Regions from separate parts of the Zea mays genome. Here region 1 is linked to region 2. A link is a contact called in public Hi-C data. All regions are on one chromosome and are shown on one strand. The core of a region is the stretch at or near the end of the contact, and the rest is flanking DNA. Distances in the headings are between cores, read along the strand shown.

The links. A called contact is a pair of places that touch in the nucleus more often than the background predicts.
Region 1: a contact with region 2 is called in a Hi-C map of ear, with 1.7 times the contacts expected there. The contact joins the enhancer-like site here to the promoter of LOC100274270 in region 2. A contact is called at or near these places in 2 of 25 Hi-C or Micro-C datasets (ear and an unstated tissue).

The regions. Positions count from the first base shown.
Region 1 is chr5:195,262,851-195,270,208 of Zm-B73-REFERENCE-NAM-5.0, reverse strand. No RefSeq gene overlaps it. Among protein-coding and RNA genes, the nearest start is that of LOC100191817, 18 kb to the right of the region's middle. Within about 2 kb of position 2,403, at least 20 of the 20 cell types and tissues checked have an H3K27ac peak or open chromatin away from gene starts, as enhancers often do. A contact at or near this core is called in ear, where this site is marked.
Region 2 is chr5:195,082,829-195,089,784 of Zm-B73-REFERENCE-NAM-5.0, reverse strand. It overlaps LOC100274270 (50S ribosomal protein L19, chloroplastic-like), which reads left to right and starts at 3,259. Exons shown (of 4, transcript NM_001148634.1): 1 at 3,259-3,618; 2 at 3,909-3,995; 3 at 4,075-4,205; 4 at 5,459-5,977. The coding sequence starts at 3,304. The coding sequence ends at 5,567.

The DNA of each region.
Region 1 (7,358 bases), core at 1,154-3,653, 180 kb before region 2:
CAGCATGAGGCAGCAGCATCTCCGGTTGGCGTGGTGATTTGAGGCGCCAACGAATCGCTAATTGGACACTGACGGGATCGTCGGGAAATGGAAACATGCGTGAGAGCAAGCAACGACCGTCGTTGGGGCGTCCAAATTAGCTAGACGCAGTCTTTCGTGAACAACCCCCCCCCCCCCCCCCCCCCCCCCCCACCCCCCGCAGTAGTCTCTGATGGCCGACGTACTGGTCAAGGATGACAGCGATCTTGTGCACGTCTGAAGCAAGTCCAGCCACTTGGCGCCACCGCCAGCAGCTCGAATCTGTACGTGCAAATCTCATCGTACGTTCGATAAGACCCTTTCAGAACTTGAGTATAGTACTAGCTAGCGTTGTAGTACATTGGAGCTCATCGTAAACAGAACAAACAGGTGGTCTTGGCTAAAAGCTATAGGTGTGAAGGTGTCCAGTTCTGTAGGCACCAGAGGTTCAGTTCGCGCAGAAAAGGCAAGTATGGCTAATTGGCTACAGACAATGCGGTAGGTAGAGGTTATGTAGCTTTGAGAGATCGAGCAGAGACCAGACGTCCACCAAACGTTGTAGGCGCGTAGCATTGTACTACTGCAGATGAGAGAGGCGCCCGGCCATGCACTGATGCACATCTGAAGCTCCACAACACCATACAGGCAGAGGCAGGCAGAGGTGTGTCATCCGCAGATAATGGGCTATTGGTACGCCCACACACCGCCACACACGCACATAGTTTTCACAGAGATCCGATCGCCCTACCAACCACAACCAGGCGCATGCAGGCATGCAGCTGCCGTCCCTTCTCCCTTGGGCGGTCAGTCACTACTCGATCGCTGGCCGCTGCTGCAGCTCAGCTCGATCAGTACTGGAAATTATATATATAAATATATGCAGCTGACAGCGACTCGCAAACCAACTGGATCATACAGATCCTGGCCCATGACCACGAGGCCTACTGCACCAACCACAGCCTGGACGACGACCCCTCCCTCCCTCGATCAATATCACGGTCTCGAGTCCGGGCAGTACAATGATTATTATGAGCCGCGCATTAGTGGCCTGGCTCTGGCTCTGGCTACCTAGCTGCACTGCACCTCCTCCACCAGGCACGAACCATTGCATTGCATGCTCAAAGGAAAAGGAAAAGAAAAAAAAAACGAGGCACGACGAGCGAGCCGGCCGGCCGATCGGTCGGTCGGTCGAAAAACACTACTAGCATTTGATTTATCCCAGTGACGTGAGACAGTAGCGTGGCGAGAGTGATGACAAGGTTGGGTGGGTGGGGTGCATTGCAAGGGAAGCAAAGCAAAGCGACCATCCATCCGTCACCGCCTTTTCGATCCTTCCCGGCCCCCCTAGTCTTCGTCTTCCTCCGATCCTCTCAACCACCGCTACTGTTGCGTTGCGTGCGTGGCCATTATTCACCGCACAGCACAGCACAGCTCAGCTGGCTGGGTTAGGTTTACTACGACGGACGTACGTGCGCGCAGGAGGTGCGGTGAGACCAGACGAACGAGTACGACGACGCGTTTCTGTACTGCAACTGCAAAGACACAAGAGAAAGAGGAGAGGGTGGTGCATGGAAAGCTTTCTCCGGCCGCCGGCTCCTTTTCCGTAGCGTTATGGAACTTGGCGGCCGGAAAACTGGAGTCCGTCCGGGCAATAGTTACTTTTCTCGCCTACTACTGACTGACCGAACGGCTGAATCAAAAGCCGCCTCTCGATCTGTACGTTCTTGCACGGCGAGGCAACAGATGTCGCTGGCCGGCCCGACCTGTGCAGATGGTACAGCGATGTTATGCTGGGTGCACGCGGCGGGGGCTGTGCCGGCCCGAGCAGACTTTCCGTGACCGTGATCGAAGCGTTTGAGATGAGTGGGAAGGGCTACCTCCTAAGGCCTAGTTTGGGTACTCTAATATTGACCCCAATCCACTTGTATTGAGGTGGATTGGAGTGTAACTTAAACTAATTTACACCTCAATCCACCTCAACACATGTGGATTAGGGTCAATATTAGAGTACCCAAACTAGGCCTAAACCTAGCTAGCACCAGACACCAACCAGATCGAGTGAAATCAGCGTTTTGGACTTTTCGTAATGGTCGATGAACACGGCGTGCATACGTAGAGTTTCCACTCCATCCGTCCACAAAAAGGTAAACGAATTTTAACCAGATAAATAAAAAAACATATAAACGCTATTTTAGTTCTTTCGGACGGAAGGACTGTGTAAAATATAACTCCGAGCGAGGAGAGGAAAAAGAATAGCAAATTCAAAGACACGTGAGACGACATTGATCTCCGGTGGAAAAAAAGATCGGAGCCCAGAAGCCCAAAACAGACACGGCCCAAACAAAGGACCGAGATCGCTAATTTCAGCGTTGCGTGCGTCGGTCCAGGTACGTCTTCTCCGTCGCCTCCAGTACTGCCTACTGCCTACTGGGCTACTAGTCGGCTGTGAAAGCGTTTCCAATAGTTCAATTAGGAGAAATATAGACCGCCAACTATTGGATACTGTGCAGAACGTGTTAGAAAAATAGACAATATCCGTTTTAATTTAATACACAAAATCAGTATCATGTATTTGACTACGTGTGTGTGCATGTGTATATGACTACTCGCATAAGCAGTAAACAACAGTAAAACACGCACAATTACGAAGAACAGAATGTACCCTGTGAAGGGACCGATGCTCGAGATATCATTGGCTCCATTCACATGAGACATCTCGTGTGTATGTTCGATGTAGTCGTACGCAGTCGATGCAGACAGATATACGCAGTGGAGTCACCCGAACGGCGCCGACAACGAAGAACCGGATCAACGATGGTCGAGCGGACGGAGCGAGCAGTCGCGAGTACGCTCCCCAAAAACCCGATCGCCCACACACCCGTGCAAATGTAGCTCTGCGGACGGCGATTTCGGAGGCCTGCTCTCACACTCTCTCTGTGCTCTCAGAATGTGGGACGGGAATGGGCTGGGTGCAACACGTTTGAGAGACTGTTCGCGTGTAACCAGAAGAGCGTCCACCTCTACCGTATTTGTACACGCGCAGAGGGAGGGAAACGGACAATAACGGTCGCCGTAAGAACCAGAAACTGACCGCCATTACAGCCAGCCAGAAACCGACGTGCCATAAGAGTCGTCCGTTACTAGCCATAAGATATGAAAGGGACGGTCATTACTCCATGCAAAATATACGGCCGTTAGGAAGGAATATTCGGACCAAGGTCCGATTTACCACGAGCCACGACCCGAACCTAAATTGCGCTTCTTGTTAATTGGCACATTCACTTTAGCCAAACAACCCCAGGTGTTCAAATAGAAGATATTTAATTTCTTCTTTTCCCATTTCTCGAATGAGGTGATTTCTTTGTTTTTTGTGGGAACTTTATTCAGGATATGACATGCCGTCAAGATCACCTCACCCCACCATTCCATAGATAGTCCTGAAGTTTCTAACATGGCGTTAACCAAATCAGTTAGAGTACGATTCTTTATTTTAGCAACCCCATTGGATTGTGGTGAGTATGGCTGTGTCCCCTCATGAATAATACCATGTTCCACACTAAAACAGAAAAAATCACCCGAAAAATATTCTCGACCACGATCAGACCTCAACCGTTTAATCTTCCTCTCTAGTTGATTTTCAACTTCAGTTTTGTAGGTCTTAAAATAATGCAAAGCTTTGTCTTTTGATTTTAAGAGATACACATAACAAAATCTAGTACAACCATCGATAAAAGTAATAAAATATCATTTGCCTCCTTTAGTCAATATTCCATTCATCTCAGACAAATTGGAATGTATTAAGTCTAGTGGTGCCAAGTTCCTCGCTTCCGCAGCCTTATGAGGCTTGCGAGGTTGCTTAGATTGCACGCACACCTCACACTTAAAACCTTTGACTAAATCAAATTTCGGGATTAAATTTAAATTTGCTAACCGCGAGACACAACCAAAATTGTTGTGACAAACTCGTGAGTGCCAAATATACGACTCAACCGAAATAACATTGTTCACAGACTTATTACACGCATAATGCAAAGATAAGCGGAACAAGCCTCCACTATCATAGCCTTTTCTAACAAATGTTTCATACTTTGACAGTATACATTTATTAGACTCGAACACAAGTTTATAGCCATCTCGACATAAAAGTGAGCCACTAAAAAGAATCTTTTCGATAGAGGTGACATGGTGCGCATTCTTCATTTTATTATTATGTGACGCATTGTAGTCCTTCTTTTATACCATATTGACACTAGAGGGGGGTGAATAAGCGAAACCTGAAATTTATAAACTTTAAAACATGTGTGTATGACTACTCGCATAAGCAGTAAAAACAACAGTAAAACATGTACAATTACGAAGAACAGAATGTACCCTGCGGAGTGACCGATGCTCAAGGCATCAACGACTCCATTCACAATAGACATCTCGTGTGTATGTTCGATGTAGTCGTACGTAGTCGATGCAGGCAAATGTACGAAGTGCAGTCCCTTGAACGGCGCCGACAACGAAGAACCGATCAGCGTTGGTCGAGCGAACAGAGCGAGCAGTCACGAGTACGCTTCCAAAAACCTGATCGCTAGCACATCCGTGCAAGTGTAGCTCTGCGAACGGCGATTTTGGAGGCCTGCTCTCCCACTCTCTCTGTGCTCGCAGAAGGTGGGACAGGAATTGGCTGAGTGCAACACGTTTGAGAGACTGTTCGCGTGTAACCATAAGAGCGTCCAACTCCACCGTATTTGTACATGCGCAGAGGAAAAGGGAACAGACAATAACGATCACTATAAGAACCAGAAACTGACAGCCATTACAGCCAGGCAGAACCGACGTGCCATATGAGTCGTCCGTTACTAGCCATAAGACAGAAAATGGACGGTCATTACTGAGAGCACCTAGAGGGGGGGGGGTGAATAGGTGATCCTGTGAAACTTAAACTTATAGCCACAAAAACTTGTTAAGTGTTAGCACAATAAATGCCAAGTGGCTAGAAAGGAGTCTCAACAAAACACAATACCACAAGAGATCAATCACAGAGACGACACAGTGGTTTATCCCGTGGTTCGGCCAAGACCAACGCTTGCCTACTCCACGTTGTGGCGTCCCAACGGACGAGGGTTGCAATCAACCCCTCTCAAGCGGTCCAAAGACCCACTTGAATACCACGGTGTTTTGCTTGCTTTTTCTCAATCCCGTTTGCGAGGAATCTCCACAACTTGGAGCCTCTCGCCCTTACAATTGAAGTTCACAAAGAACACAGAGCAAAGGGAGAATGAGCAACGCACACAAGACTTCAAAAGATCAGAGCAACAACACGCACACAAGTCGCAACAAGAGCTCGCAACACAACTCAAAGAGTTCGCAACTCAACAAGAGCTCTAGATGCTATCACAATGAAACGAATGCGTGAGATCGATGTCTTGGTGCTTAGGAATGTTGTAGGAATGCTTGGTGTACTCCTCCATGCGCCTAGGGGTCCCTTTTATAGCCCCAAGGCAGCTAGGAGCCGTTGAGAACAAATCTGGAAGGCCATCCTTGCCTTCTGTCATCGGGCGCACCGGACAGTCCGGTGCACACCGGACAGTGTCCGGTGCCCGATTCCTTTCCTTAAATGGCGAAGCCGACCGTTGCAGATCTGGGAGCCGTTGGCGCATCGGACATGTCCGGTGCACACCGGACAGTCCGGTGCCCCCTTCCGACCGTTGGCTTGGCCACGTGTCGCGCGCAGAATCCGCGGCGGACCGTTGGCCCGGCCGACCGTTGGCTCACCGGACAGTCCGGTGCACACCGGACAGTCCGGTGAATTTTAGCCGTACGCCGACAGCAAATTCCCGAGAGCGGCCTCTTCGGCCGAGGCAGCCTGGCGCACCGGACACTGTCCGGTGCACCACCGGACAGTCCGGTGCTCCAGACCGAACAGCCTCTTGGCTGAACACAGCCAACTCTCCTCTTTTCTTCTTCTTCCTGTTTCTGATACTTAGACAAGTATATTAGTACATAAAACCAATGTACTAAGACTTAGAAACATACCTTAGCACTTGATTTGCACTTTGTTCATCCATGGGCATAGATTCACATTTAAGTACTTGTGTTGGCACTCAATCACCAAAATACTTAGAAATGGGCCAAAGGCACATTTCCCTTTCAATCTCCCCCTTTTTGGTGATTTTTGCCAACACAACATAAAGCAACTAGAACAAGTGCAATATCACTTCAAATAAAACTCGAATTTATTTTGATTCAATTTTGGCATATATGGATCATCCTTTGCCACCACTTGGTTTGTTTTTGCAAATCAAACTCAAATCTCTATCTCTAAGTCAAACACACATGTTGAAGCATAAAGAGAGTCATTCCAAAAGAGATTGATTAAAGATTTCAAAAACTCCCCCTTTTTTTCATAATCAACACTTCTCCCCACAAGAAGCCAACTTTTGACAAGAGAGACAACCAAAAGAGATTTGACAAACCAAAAGCTCTATTCTACTGTTTTCAAAATCTCTCAAGTGGTAGCTGATCCATTTATCACTTTGGCCTTTATTTTCCCCCCCTTTGGCATCAAGCACCAAAACGGGATCAATCTTGGCCCTTTAATCCCATTGCCTCACCAAAATCTTCAATTAAGAGTACAAAGGCAATAAGATCATAGAGATGAACTTGGAATAAGTTACCCTCTCATCGGAGTGCAGTGGAAGTCTTGCATGGTCCAAGTTCACCTTTCCCTTTCATTCCGCCTTCGAGACTAAATCAAGCAGACTCAAGCAAATGGTTAGTCTCAAAGGGTCAAGTTGTAACACATCCCCCCCTAAATATGTGCATCACTTTGCAACGGACTTGTGAGGTCCAGGGAGTGTTTGTACAACTTGAGCACCAATATTAAGCAACAAAATGCATAAGGAATATGATCAAAGGCATAAACACATGTATGCTACAAATCAATCCAAGTTCCGCGAATCTAAGACATTTAGCTCACTACGCAACCTGCAAAAGGTCTTCTCATCTAGAGGCTTGGTAAAGATATCGGCTAGCTGGTTCTCGGTGCTAACATGAAACACTTCGATATCTCCCTTTTGCTGGTGGTCTCTCAAAAAGTGATGCCGGATGTCTATGTGCTTTGTGCGGCTGTGTTCAACAGGATTTTCCGCCATGCGGATAGCACTCTCATTATCACATAGGAGTGGGACTTTGCTCAGATTGTAGCCAAAGTCCCGGAGGGTTTGCCTCATCCAAAGTAGTTGCGCGCAACACTGTCCTGCGGCAACATACTCGGCCTCAGCGGTGGATAGGGCAACAGAGGTTTGTTTCTTAGAGTTCCACGACACCAGGGACCTTCCTAAGAATTGGCA
Region 2 (6,956 bases), core at 2,010-4,509:
ATCCATCGAAGTCTCGGCACGGTGCTCAACGATCCGCACCATCATGCTGAGCAAGGAAACAAGCAAAAACCTAAAGCCTACCCCCTACCTGGCGCGCCAAATGTCGGAGAGGAAATCTCCGGCCGGGTGGAGGAGTGCACCCGCCCTAAATCCTAAGATGAGGAGGGGCCTAAGCGTTTTGCTTGTTTTGTTGGAAAATGGGAAGAACACAAGAACACACAAGGGTTTAGAGTGGTTCGGGCCGCCGGAGCGTAATACCCTACTCCACTGTGTGATGTATTGCCTGAGAGTTTGAGTTGTCTTGAATCACTTGGGTATAGGTCTAAAGATTGAGCTTTGATTGTAACGTCGCATGCCTCCCCTTTTATAGTTGAAGGGGGCATGCACAAAGGTACTGAGCCCCGACATGTGGGCTCAGGGACATAATGGATATATCACTTGGAGTTACAAATGTTCGCCACTGGAGCAATCTTCTCGCGCCCTGACATCCGAGATTTGCGTATCCTCGGCGTGCAGGGGAAGCTTCTTGTATAAGGGATGGTGAGTACAGTGCGCCGCATGGCACGGGCGCACTGTTTGACCACAGACTGGACAGGCGTGCCGTCTGCAGGATGACCCTGACACCGTCTGCCAGCGGAGTGGACAGTACGCATTAAATGCTGAGAGGGCACATCGTCTGTCAGCATGGTGGCAGGCGGCGCGTCCTCTCCGCAATAAATGCAGAGACCGTGCGGCTTTAGAGGCCTTACGTTAGGCTCCACCATTGGCTTATGTCACGGGCCACAAGCCACGCGGCAGCAGCAGGTCTCCGCCTGAGCGGGGAGCGCAGGGCAAGGCCTGGACACGTGCCAGCACTGGACCCTTACTCATGCTGGGGTTCCCCCCGTCCCGAGACCTTGCTAAGGTCCGGACCTTACTCGGAGGAACCTGGGGGACCCGACATGGCTTCTTTGGTGTCCCGAACCGTAATCGAGGGTCCGGGTTGTGTGTACAGGGGTCCGGTGTCCCCCCGTGGAGGTCCGGACCCAATGATACATCCCGGGGTGTACCATCTTTCCTTGCCACATGATGCCCCTAGACCTGTCCACGTGGTGGGGTCGGGTGCCGTTCTCCGTGCGGCCAGGAGACGTCGCACGTGTACATCATCTTTATACTGTAGTAGGGGGTACCCTTGATTCAGGGTACCGACAGTGTTTTATCAGAGGAAATATCAAATTGAATAATGTATTATACAATTGGTGGTTTATAGAAAGAGGTCCGAACAAAAATGTGTACATTGAAAAAACACAAAGAACCAAACTGCATTAGCAATGTTGTGGAACCAACAATTTTACTACTATCCTTTCGAGTAGAGATTAAACTTGGCTTACTTGCACTTGCGAATTGCTTGGTATGCACGTTGATTTTGAAAACATTCAAGATCTAAGCCACCATGAATATCAATGACGTAGTAAGTTTAAGGCTGTGACAAAACAACATTTGAAAAAAATAACTACTCCCTCCGTTTCGTTTTAGTTGTCGCTGGATAGTGCAAAATTGAACTATCCAGCGACAACTAAAAAGAAACAGAGGGAGTATTACTCTATTACCATGTACTGCAACATGATTTCGTCATAGCCATTTGGACAAACACATGGTGTGTATAGTATGAGATGAGCCAAAAAACAAAACAGATATGGGGCAGACTAATACAGAGAGATTTCTGGGCACCTCTATCATCACAACAACAGTTTAAAACATATAGAAAATACAATCAAGTTTTCTGTCATAATCGAATAGAACAATGGAAGTGAATATTCAAGTGAGTAGCTTCCCATCAGCTTGGCTTAAGCCCAGCAAGCGTACGATTAGCGACCCGGTGAACTCACATGCTCAGCAAGGTTGTGGCTGTCGGTGGTCTGAACTCGTCTGACCCGCACATCACGTGAGCCAGCTTTCCGTCGTGGGTATCGTCGCCCCTTCGCTATCTTTCCCTTATTCACCGCCTTCCCCTTTGTCCACGGATTAGAACCAAGCTCCGGCGAGGTATAGCGAGGTCTGAAGGAGCGACTGGAGATGCAGAAAATATATGCGATGTAAAGGGCGATGCGACGGCCGTGGCACAACGCGAGCAGAGGAGAAAGTCGACCGACCCGGGCGAGAACACGAGGGTGATGCTCTCTTGGTACTTTGGTAGGCGGGTGCCATGCGAGACTAGAAGCTGGAGGTGGAGCAGGGCGAGGCTGTGTTGTTTACATCGTGGTGTGGCTGGTGTAGGCGCACAATGAAGTCACGCTGGCACGACGCGTGGCTAGATAGCAGCATGCATGGAGGCGGCGACGACGCGGAGCTGCGTCTAAGGCGGGGGTAGGGACGGGAGAAGGAAATAGCTCCTACTGATATGCGTCGTGACATCACTGCTTGGAGGCAAAGGAACGACAACAGGGAAGGGGCAGTAAGGGGAAGTGCATCACGAGCAAGGGTGCATTTTTTGTTGGGACGATGGAGGTGGGGAGCTCTTGCCAGCGTTCATTTGACGCGGCGAGGGGTGGGAGACCAATCACCTGATGTGGCTAGGGAAGACGACTTTGTCTAGAAGGCTCTAACGCTGTAACCGGAGGCTGACTCGTTCGACGTCAGATAAAGATCGTGTGGCTGGCAAGACAAGTGGTGACGTGGACGAACAGGATGCAGGCTTTGCTCCCACGTTTAATTTTTAGAAATATCTATTTATGGCTACTATTTTCTAGTACTAAAAAAGAACAAAGGTATCATCATCGTGGTCGTGACGGTATATGAGACTGAGTATCGTGACTAGCTCTTCTAGTTTATCTTCTATTTTAAATTTCACGTTGTAAACAATATTATCTATAGCACATAACAATGTTTTATATAGACGTATACATGATCTAGTGGACGCAATCTAACACGACCTTGTTAGTTTACACATGAATCAGAGTGGTTGAGAGGATTGAAAGAATTAAATATCTTTCTTTTCAATTTTGAGTAATAAAAAATTTAATCTTCTTCAAAAAAAAATTTAATCCACTCCTAACCACCGAAGCGTCATCATAATTTGAAATTGCAGCCAAATTCTTTCGTTCCAAAGGTCATTTCCCTCTTTCTCCGCAAAGGACCAACGGCTCCGATATCACTTCTGGATAGAAGTTTGGGGGCCCGCGTGCAGCGTCACAGCCTCCCACCCACAAAGAGATAGGAGGATAGCGTCTATCCCCAATCCTCCCGCCGCGGCGACGCCTTCCCCTCCCTCCTTCCTCCGTCCCATGCTCCGCCGCTGACACGTTGGCCCGACTTAACCTTACGATGGCCGCCGCCTCCGCCATCACCGCCGTCTCCGGCGTTGTGCTTCCCCAAACCTTCCTATCCCACCGGTCGCCGCCGCCGCAGGTCCTAGCCGTGGCCTCCTCATTCCACCGGCTCTCCTTGTGCGCTTCCCATCGCCGAATCACTCACATAATCCCCCGCGCTGATGCAAGTGCCGAAGCTGGAGAACCGGAGCCTGTCACTACTTCAGCTGAATCCGAAGAGGAGGTGGCCGAGGGGTCTGTCGCTGTGGCGGAGGCGGAGGAACCGACGCCGCCGAGCAAGCCGAAGGTTAAGTTCGGCGAAATAATTGGGGTGAGGATTTCTTGCACGGACTTATGATAAAGTTGATTAGCATCCAGTATTGGAGAACTGGTAATGTGAAAATATAGGCTGCGAATTATACTGTAAAAAGGTTAGGCTGTGAGGAAGCAGGTTATCGTCTTATCGAGGAGTAGCATCTCTTTGCACTCTTTTTATAATTCTACTTATCTGTGACTAATGCTTACGAGTAGCTTGTTTAGTTCTTGGCAGCATAGCCTCTAAGCAGCTGTCCATTAGAACTAGTAATGGACGAAGTAAATAGGGTTATTTTCGTGTTGTAGATTCTGAATAAGCAGTTCATTGAGGAGGCTGAGAAGGTGAAGACTGTACCGGATCTGAGGCCTGGCGATATCATTGAGCTTAGGATGGTAAAAATTCCCATGTTTAGTGTGATGCTTTGTCTATTCCTAATTGGCCAATAATTGATACCTGAAGCAAATCTTGCAGCAACGGCCCAACAAAAGGAGATTGTCGCTCTTTAAGGGCATAATCATCGCAAAGCACAAAGCTGGTGTTCACACCACAATCCGTGTCAGAAGGATCATTGCTGGTGTAGGAGTTGAGATTACCTTCCCAGTGTAAGTTGTTTGTGTGTTCACCTGTGCTGTGTAGATATTTGCTTAATATTTTGCAGTGACACTGTTAAAATATTAGCACTCAATTTTTTTTTATGTATGCATGGAAACAATTGACTGGATCTATGTCATTCTGTATATTAAAATAGATATGAGTCTACTGGAATACTGGTATATTAAAAATTTGGAGTGCAGCTATGCCATTCTTTATATATCTTGTGACTTTTGTGCTCTCATAATGGGATACACTTTGAATTGGGTTGATTGAATCTGATAAGTAAATACACAATGAAATAATGAACATGATATGTGGTATACCTTTGTATTATAGACCCAAATGGGTCTGACCGACCCTTCCCCTGACCCGCGCAAGCTGTACCACATGCACCGGGCTGCCCCCTTATGTGGTATACCTTAGCTTAAGCTGTCTATATAGTTGGTTCAGTTTGCAGTACCTACGAATGCATAGAGGAACTTCAAAATCTTTTGAAATTCTGATAGATTGTCATGCATTCTAGCTCAATATGCATCATCTCTCAGTATCATACCAGAAGATTTACAGAACCTTCTTGATGTCTGCCCCATTTTTCGTACATTTTGTATGCTCCCCTCTTTCTTAATGAAATGACACGCAGTTCTTCTGCGTGTTTGAGGAAAAAAAGATTTACGAAACCGGATAAATGTGGTACCTCTACCTGAACCATTCTTTGATCCTCTTCCTTCTTCCTTCTTTATAAGTTCATTAACATTCTGCTTCTTCTGGAACTATAATCATATGAGCGAAACTGAAGAGCTATCACATAGGATCAGAAGCATTCAAATATTTGCGGTGGCCTCTTGTCATGCTGAACAATTATCCCATACTCCCATTATACCATGACACTTTGTTTTGCTATACCTATGTGAACTTCAGTTTTTTTTTCAAAAGAAAATGCATTGAGATTAAGCACTATAATTGCAGAGTTTATTATTCCTTATTTTTTTTGTCAACTTGGCCATCAATTTACCCCTTTTGTGTGTATGCAAATGGACTTAGCTATCTATTATGTACTGTTATGTGTTATTCTATGTTTTCAGCAGATGGAAAATACCTTTTTTCCCAGTTATGTGGTTACCTGCAGTTCTGTTTTTCAGTAATGATTAACAATTTAATTAGATACGTTACGGTCACTTACCACGCATGCTAAATGCTTGAAACTTCAAACTCGGAATAATTGCAGCAAATTTGGTGACTGCACCTGCATATTTCATTGCAGGTACTCACCCAGGATCAAGGAAATCACGGTTATCAGGCACAAGAAAGTGAGGAGAGCAAAGTTGTACTACCTGAAAGACAAGCTTCCCCGCTTTTCAACATTCAAGTGAAATCAGATATGCTGACAGAACAACTTTTCCACCACCATCTCGATTTCTCTTAAACCTTTTTTTCACTTCCCTATCGATATCATCATATTTCACTGTAATCTCTGGGTATCAGATATGTAATATCTACAGCTTTATAGCATACTTGGCTTAGCGCAATGTTTTGTTTGTTGTCAGTGTACAAAATTCATACTAGCACCTTGTTATTATGAATTTGCAAATACAAGGTTATGTACTCTTGTGCGTCGAGTTTGTGATGAATGATTGTTAGGTCATTCTTAATTGGAGTTTCATACTCATTAAATATGGTGATACATCATCATGCTTGGTGATATGACAATGTAATTAAGAGTAGAGATATAGAGAGAGTTTGGTGTGAGATGATAGAGTTTCATGGGGATGAAACCCTGCATACATGATTATTTAGTTTAAATCTAATGTGACAGCATTGAAAATAGTGCATTAAAACTCATCACTGAGAATGACTTTAGGAGATGATTCCCTTTGATTGAGTTTGGACAGTAACCATTGAGTGTGTGTGTGTGTGTGCAATATGTCTCTTGGTTGTGTTTGTGTGCAGGTGTGGAACACAAAGTGGTCGACACCTGTATTAGCTTGTGTAGTTAAGTGGAACACAAAGTGGTCAATACCTCTTCAATTTAGCTTGTATAACTTTGCTAGTTGAGTAGTGCTAGTTTATTGCTAATGTTGCTTAGGCTTTGCATGTTTTGCTCACTAGTATGTATAGGAGCTTTCGATGTGTTTAGAGTACTAGTTGTACATGTTTGTGTGAACTTGCTAACTAGAATTGTTTAGATTACCTCTCATTATCTCATCATCTTAGCTGCTTGACTTAGGATCTTTTGTAAGGTATTTATGATAAATAGAGAGATGTAGTCTTGCTTAGACCATTTAGTCTAACTATTTGTTTATATTGGTTAACTGACATAATTAGTTTTAGAAAAGGCTATTTACCCTCCTCTATTTCTCTTTCTCGAACCTATAGTAGGCTAGAACGGATTTGCATCTAAGCTAGACCGTGTTGGCGTCCTGAGTAGCCAGGTTTGCATCTAGGCTAGGCTAGATTTGCTATGTAAGGGTGGTAATCTAAGCATGCCAATCTCCCCTACTCGACTAGATGGACTTTCTGGACTTGTTTGGGAGCAAGTGGATTTAAATAGTAAGAGGGTTTAATCCCTCTGTTCTCTTTGCTCCCAAAGATGCCCTCTATGAAATTTGCTTCTCGAAGGTGTACGGATTTGCATCTAAGCTAGACCGTGTTGGCCGGATTTGCATCTAAGCTAGACCGTGTTGGCGTCCTGAGTAGGCCAGGTTTGCATCTAGGCTAGATTTGCTATGTAGGGGTCGTAATCTAGGCATGCAAAGCTCCCC